Regions from separate parts of the Bicyclus anynana genome. Here region 1 is linked to region 2. Evidence: chromatin contacts called from public Hi-C data. All regions are on one chromosome and are shown on one strand. The core of a region is the stretch at or near the end of the contact, and the rest is flanking DNA. Distances in the headings are between cores, read along the strand shown.

Region 1 (3,670 bases), core at 185-2,684, 43 kb before region 2:
TTGAGACCAATAATAAAACTAAATAGTCAAAGTTTAGTAGAAGCATAGAATACATAAGGTAGAAGTAAGAAGTAAAAGTTGTTCTAAGGAACTTTAACAAATCATAGACCGTTGATGGCATAGATATGCTAAGAACAATTACAAAAGGACCTGACTCACTAGATTAGATATCTTCTGTCAAAGATCAAGAATGATCTGTGATCTAACGCGTTTATAAAAACAGTTTCTGTACAGACTCGACGACCAAACATTTTTTCCCCGTTTTCGCTACATTTTTGATCGGTGCTTGGCTCCTATTGGTCGTGATGTTATATAGCTTTTAGCCTGCCTCTATAAATGGGATTTTCAATACAAAAATATTTTTTTCAATTCTAACCATTAGTTTGCCAGTAGGTAAGACAGAAGTACGAAATCTTCGAGCCGAGCAAAATAATAGGTCTTACGATGACGTCACGTACAATATCGCGACTGTTAGCGGGATACAATATTTATTTGAAGTTTGAATGCATGTAAAATCATTGCATCAACTATTTGGCATTTTTAAATGTAACAAAAATTAGTGTGTCTGTATGTACAAAAGCTCTAATGTAACAAAGTTTCAAGTGAATTTTTGTGTCTCATATTCGGAAAGTAGGTCTTGTTTTGATCTGATTATTGGGTGGAAAATGCTGCTTCCCTCCGTATTGAGAGAAAAACTCTTACAAAAGTACTTCCCATCTAATGGCCGGAATAAATTTTAAAATAGAACTACTGTTTGCTGTAAAGAGTTTTATGTAAAAATAAACTAATTAATACTGTTGCATACCTAGTAACATTCTCCATTTTGTTACAGAATTTGAGGCGATTTATATCCATATCTAATTCCTCTATGTATGCTTGATAGAGAAGACCGCCATAGACAATGGATTACGGAACAAACTTGACTTTTGGTATTGGGTTTGAGAGTTGAGTTGAGTCAGGGTTCCCAACTTAGGGGTTTTACCCCCAGATTTAGGGGGCAAATAAGTGAAATGGGATTTTTTTAGGGGTCTGAAATTTTTAGGGGTATTTTCAGGGATTTTTTGACTCTTTAATATTCTTAAATTGATGATAATTTTAATATTTCTTTCTTGACCTAGCGACTTATAACGATATATAATACGTTATTCTACAACCACTCTGAGGCAACTGGCGGCAATTTTCATCGAATAAAAAAAAATGTTAAATTTATTCACTGTCAACATGTACCTATGATTTCAAAAAATCTGAATTTTCAGATAAAGACGTAATATTTGGTCTGTATTAAATATAGACTTTTGAAACATTACAGCATATTATTTCTAAATTATTATGAATTTATATTTTTAGGGGGACGACTCAATAATTAAGGCGATTTTAGGGGTTTTTGAAACAAACTTTAGGGATAAATATTTTCGAGAGTTGGTAACACTGAGTTGAGTTGAGTTTAGTAAATAAATATGGCCGATAGTCAATTTTAACGATGTAAACTTTTGTTTATGTAGTTTTTATTAATTATAAGAAATGATAAGTGAATTTGAAAATTTGTCTCTTGGAGGAAATAATGCAGCGAGTAATCATGGAGATCCATTCACACATACGGGTAAATTAAGTAATTCTTGTTTATAATAAGGCATTGTTGACCTCAATGAATCTGTTGCCAAAGGAGTGTGTTTGGCCGTATTATCACGGTGCTGTTGTTTTCAGAGCTGACACCGGAGCAGCAAAAGACTCTTATTGATATACGACGCAGGAAAACAGAGCTACTGCTAGAAATACAGGTTAGTATAACGTAAACACGTAAGTTTGAGATTTTCGAGTGAAGCCAAGAACAAGTTTGAAGTTTCAAGCAGCAAATCAGAGGTGTGTCACTCAAAAGATATGCTAACGTTAGCAATAGCCATCCGTTCGATTCGATGAGTAATGAATTAGCTAAGTTTGTTATTAATTATTCATTTTATTAGCTGTATACGATACTAAGACACTGTTAGGTGCGTAAATACCTTGTAGGTGATAAGTTTGGGACAGTTTCGAGGCTGGGTTGTTATTCGACTTAGGATACCAGTACATGAAAGCATATGAACTTTTTACTTGATATTTAACCAGTGAATATAATAATCTCAACACAATTTTCTCTCCGGAGCTGCCTGCATCCAGCAATCTTTAATGATTTAATTAAATTACCGTGTCTGCATTATAATAACTCTGATTGAGTCCAACTCTGTCTGTATGAAATTATATCAGTAGAACTCACCAACTGCAAAAGCTGTGAATGTGTATTAAATGCCACAATATTATATTAAAATACATTTGATGTTTTTCTTAATAGGGGAGCCGAATAGCAGATTTTATGATTTACAAGATCTCAGCAAATTAACTTAGGGCAGGACGCCCTGCATGTTGCTGAGTACTTTGGCCAACTAAGAGCTCTAAATAGTCGTATGTTTACGCACCTAACATACATTTATACACCTAACATACAACAACATATTTCGTGTAGATAACAATAATAAGTTAAGAGAAATGGACAAAAGTCAACCAATAGCAGTACAACCAAAAATATATATCTTTCATTGCATTGGGTTGAAAGAGATGGAATGGGACTACTCTGCTGCCATTGGTTGACTTTTTATCTATTTTCACATCTTCACTATAAATATGTTTGGTTGCAAGCTAGGCATACAGATTATGATCAAAACTCAATAAACTTAAATAAGAGATTTCCGCAAAAATTATCCTGATAATCTGTTGAGACTTTGCCCACCAGCAGAACATAATGTAAAGCAACTAAATGAAAATCAGTTCAGCTGTTCAAATGCTACAACAATACAGAATTAGACAAACAGGTTCATGTCTTATATGAGAGATGTTATGGAGCGTAGACCCACCACACTGCTCCAATGTGGGTAGGTGGGGTTAGGGTGATGTGTAACTTATAACACCCCTTGTTTTTGTGTCTGGTGTTAAAAATGGATAGTTAAAGGTCAACAAGCTTGTGTACTGTGTAATGCCCTAAGTGGAGGTTGTGTTTATGTATTAGAGCTGGGCAATTGCAAAAGATGTGCATAGGTGTTTCCTCTGCCTCTAGACAGAGTCTGCACAAACCATCCTCAGTAGTGGTAACATGTGACCAACAGGATGATCCTGAGATGAGAAATACAGAGAAAATTTTAACCAATGATGAGACAACCATACCAATACTGATAGCAGTATCGGTATGAAAGAGCTCTCTTCATTATGTTGGGACAACTTCGTCTATTTCTCCACGTGGCATGTTAGCACTACTGATGGTGTTGGACATATTGCTATTAAAAATAAAACCAATAAATAACTATACCCTACAGAGATATACCATGCATCAATTACCACCTACAATTAGCAACCTTACAGTAGAACCAACAGTTGTGAAATAAGTACATGTATAGTTATAGTAGTGATTGAAGCTTGAAGCTAATACTCACTAAGACCCAATAAGACCTGATCCACTTGTTTTTTCTGTTACTTACAAATCCTGAACTTGTGTTATGTTGCCCGGCTTTCCTTGTGAGCATTGTAGAATTACCATTATTTTTGATTATGAACTTGGTAGAAGAATAGATGATTGTGTTAGTCTGAAATGCAGTTGATGGGATTATTTTCACATTTTATTATGGGCATTTTTTAAAATCCTCTA
Region 2 (3,713 bases), core at 885-3,384:
AAGATTAGACTTTACCTTAAATGATCAGTCGATAGGCTGAACATAGGCCTCTTGTATGAACCTCCAAGCACAACGGTCTCGAGCCGCCATTATTATTAGGTTAATAGAGTAAAGTTAGTAAACAGACGGGCTAGCAGTTCTGCGCTATTTGTTGATTTGTCTTCACGAGATAATGTCGTGGGTCTCATGTTAGGCATACTGGAGCTGTAATGACAGTAGTCTTTGTAAATACTTGAACCCGCTCTAATGTGGCTTGGAATAATAAACAGTTCTAGTGAAAAATATTTTTATCCATACCCTTGTCGGCAATGTTATTAGACAGGTTATACAGGTAGCAGGTACGGTAGTTAGGTGCTTGTAACGTGTCCGTCATTGTATTTTCACACGTAAGAAGGAGAAGGCTTTGAATATTTATCACTATTGTGTAATTATGCACTCAAAATACAATATTATTTCGTTTATTTTCTGTTATGCGCTAATGTTATGAAGTTACGAATCTGGATAGAGTTTATACCCTCTGTTATCGAACATTTAATGAATCTACACTAATATTATACAGCTGAAGAGTTTGTTTGTTTGGTTGAAAGCGCTAATCTCAGGAACTACTTTCTCTCAGTGTTAGATAGCCCATTTATCGAGGAAGGCTATATTTTATCCCCGTATTCCTGCGAGAATATTATTTTCTTCTTTTTTTATTTTACTTTAAAAGCTCTGTTACTTTAAAGTATCCAATTCTACATTGAATTATAATGACTTGAATGTAAATTGCCGAAATTATACGGTTTCGTATCGGATAAGGAACTCTTACAACTCGCATCATGTTTGAACATTGCTCCAGCTTAATTTTTTTTTAACGCGACATCTGTCTATTTATCAATTTATTTTATCTTAATGTTCATTAAATCTAAAGATTTTATGCCAATTGTTATTTGAATACTATGCAGAGTTTTATTGAATCACTTTTTTATCCTCCCACATTTACTATTTACATTTACTATAATGATATTAAAGATATTTTTTATAATGATATACTAATATTTGTGTATTGCATAATTTTAACAATCGCTTGATGTTAATTTCGCTGTTTTTGTTTCCAACTCCGTATTGTTGCCAAATTGATGCAATTTCCGTAGATTAGATTGCAACAGAAAGTTCATTATCGTATATTCAACTTGCTTCATTGTCTCGTATTTCAGATGCATTGTCCGTTATTTCAGAGGCTTGAGATTTTAAAACTTGAAATTTTTGCTTATCTCCTTTCACTGTGCAAACTTGCATAACGATTGTGCTTGTTCTTGGCCTCAATGTTAGACACTTTTAATACATTTGCATCAAAGAATATGAATGATCAACAAAGAATGGAAGATAATAATATGCTGTATTGATATCACTTTCGCCTAACTATTGAGTAATCCGTTCTGTTAAATATAAACTATTAAGGTATACTCTAATTTCTTAGCTATATTTCTTTTGATATGAAAAGTTTTATTTCTATTACTTTTGTTCTGGACCATGCATATCGATAAACATTTGGGAAGTCTTGAATTTGTTGGTAAATATCATAGTTCATCTAGAAATGGTCGGCCAAAATAAGATTTGGCAGTTGGGCAGAATACCGTTGGACCATTTGCAAATATCAGTAGGACAAACTAAAGACTGTAAGATCAGAATTAAAATTTTAGTTTCGAATCTAAGAAGAATTGCTGTATCGAATCCTGCACATGAAAGGAGGAACACGACCCTAATGATAATTTTGACGAGATTAATTATTATGATCCGCTTACAAATACCCGAAAACGGAGGCTTTAAACTAACACCACATCGACCACGTAATGTTTTTATATTTACAAATTTTATTTGAGAAGAAAGCAGCTTGTACTACTCGCTGTGTTTAGGTCGATCACTATATTTACTGATATTTGATACGTTCATAAATTGACACAGTTTTTGTAAACAATAATATCGATGAATCTAAGTTTGTATGTACTGTACTGACAATAACAGTGTGATTACGTAAACTATCTTTTTATCTTTGCAAGTAGTCAACGTTTGCATAGCTTATATTCTTATCAATAACAAGTGAACTACGCTCGTTTTTACTGTAAGACTAGCCTTTGTCAAGTTTTTGTTACATTTTTTGTCCGTCGAAGATGCAGACCACTTGTCGCAGGTAGACGATCACCGTAGAAAAAGTTTTGGGCGTGTTAAAAGTACACCAATTTAAATTGGTAATCTTCTTCAGTGTTTCGTTTTTACTTAACTGAGTACTTTAACTGAACTACTACAACTTCGTTTTACTTAAGAAAGTGTTAAGTATCTTGCGGCACGGCAGCCCTTTAAAATTTCGTCACGGCTAATTTAATGTCACCTAATATTAAGCCACGTGACACATGTTGAATCAACTGTTAAATCAAATCACCGACTGACTTGATTCGCACGCCACCAAATTTGTGATTGTTATTAGTGGAATTTATAGTTGCTAAAATTGAATAGGGAACAAGTTTCAGAATATTTAGAATAATTGTGATTGTCAACGATGCGTATTAATATTATTAATTTGTTACTCATAAAGTTCAATTATGTACCTGAGTTTAAATGAAGGGCTATACGGAACGTATGTGATGACAAAACGTCTACGTCACTCAGTGACAGCTAATTTGAAATACAACGACTTTCTCCAACCGAAAAACCGTCACCAAGAAATAATCCGTTTTTACGAAAACCTACAGTAATTATTATCACATTGACTGTTTTTAATTTAGCTCAATATGCATTTGGAGCTGTTTGAACTACGTCTTCTACCACTTTGTTTGGTTTAGTCGTTTTAGCATAGGATGAAGATAATGATATAACGCAACACGTTCGTCCGTAATTGATACGTGAAAATAATAATGAGATTTTTATTACGATCGTAAAGGAAAAAGTGGCATTATTTCCAGGACGCCGTATTAATGTTATGCAGACGTATACATCCGTCTTGGTGCTCACAGACCGCGTTATGTTTGTACACGTGAATACCGCTTGTTATAATATCGAATAGAGGCGGTGCATCAATTAACGACTTAATATCTTCTAGTCAGGAGTTTCGTCTGTTTTCCAAATTGATACAAATATTACCGTAGAGATCTTGGTATAAATATTACCATTGAGATCTTAGTATAAATATTACCATTGAGATCTTGGTATAAATATTACCATTGAGAATATTAAGCTTACATTCAAATGACCCAGGTATTGAAAAAAGTGGTGAACTTTATATTAGATTTGCCAAGTAAATCTGTTTCTTTCAACCACGATGTATGTAAGAATAGATCGTTATCTTTACATCAAAACACCTTCATATTATAAACACGAGTCTCTGTAATTCGACCTAAGAAAATAACTAAAAATAGTTAGTTTAGTTGGGTTAAATATAGTTTTTTTTTCGTGTTTAGATCTACATGATTAATGTACAGCAAGCCCCGGGTATTACACGGGAAAGGTTAATAAAATATCTTACATGAAGTTATTTTGTGTAGAGGGTCGATATCATTAACCTTATTAATGTTTCTGAAATTACTTTAGATAAAGAATATTGGAAACCTGAATGAACGAATGAAAAACAGATTTTATAAAATTTTGGACCATAATTAAATTTCATGTTGCATGAAACACTTACAGGCTTTAGACAAAATAATAAAGCTATACTAGAAGTAAAAAGAGAAGTTCAGTTC

The links. Hi-C and Micro-C count contacts between places; a contact is called where the count stands out from the background.
Region 1: a Hi-C map of whole larva shows a contact between it and region 2, with 4 times the contacts expected there. The contact joins the promoter of LOC112049067 here to the enhancer-like site in region 2. A contact is called at or near these places in 2 of 2 Hi-C or Micro-C datasets (whole body and whole larva).

The regions. Positions count from the first base shown.
Region 1 is chr11:11,244,662-11,248,331 of ilBicAnyn1.1, reverse strand. It overlaps LOC112049067 (cytohesin-1), which reads left to right and starts at 1,434. Exons shown (of 9, transcript XM_052884345.1): 1 at 1,434-1,600; 2 at 1,705-1,778. The coding sequence starts at 1,522.
Region 2 is chr11:11,202,567-11,206,279 of ilBicAnyn1.1, reverse strand. The region is part of intron 2 of LOC112049067 (cytohesin-1); the gene reads left to right. LOC128198508 reads left to right here. Exons shown (of 2, transcript XM_052884341.1): 2 at 1-3,713. Among protein-coding and RNA genes, the nearest start is that of LOC128198508, 16 kb to the left of the region's middle. Within about 2 kb of position 2,134, at least 1 of the 8 cell types and tissues checked has open chromatin away from gene starts, as enhancers often do.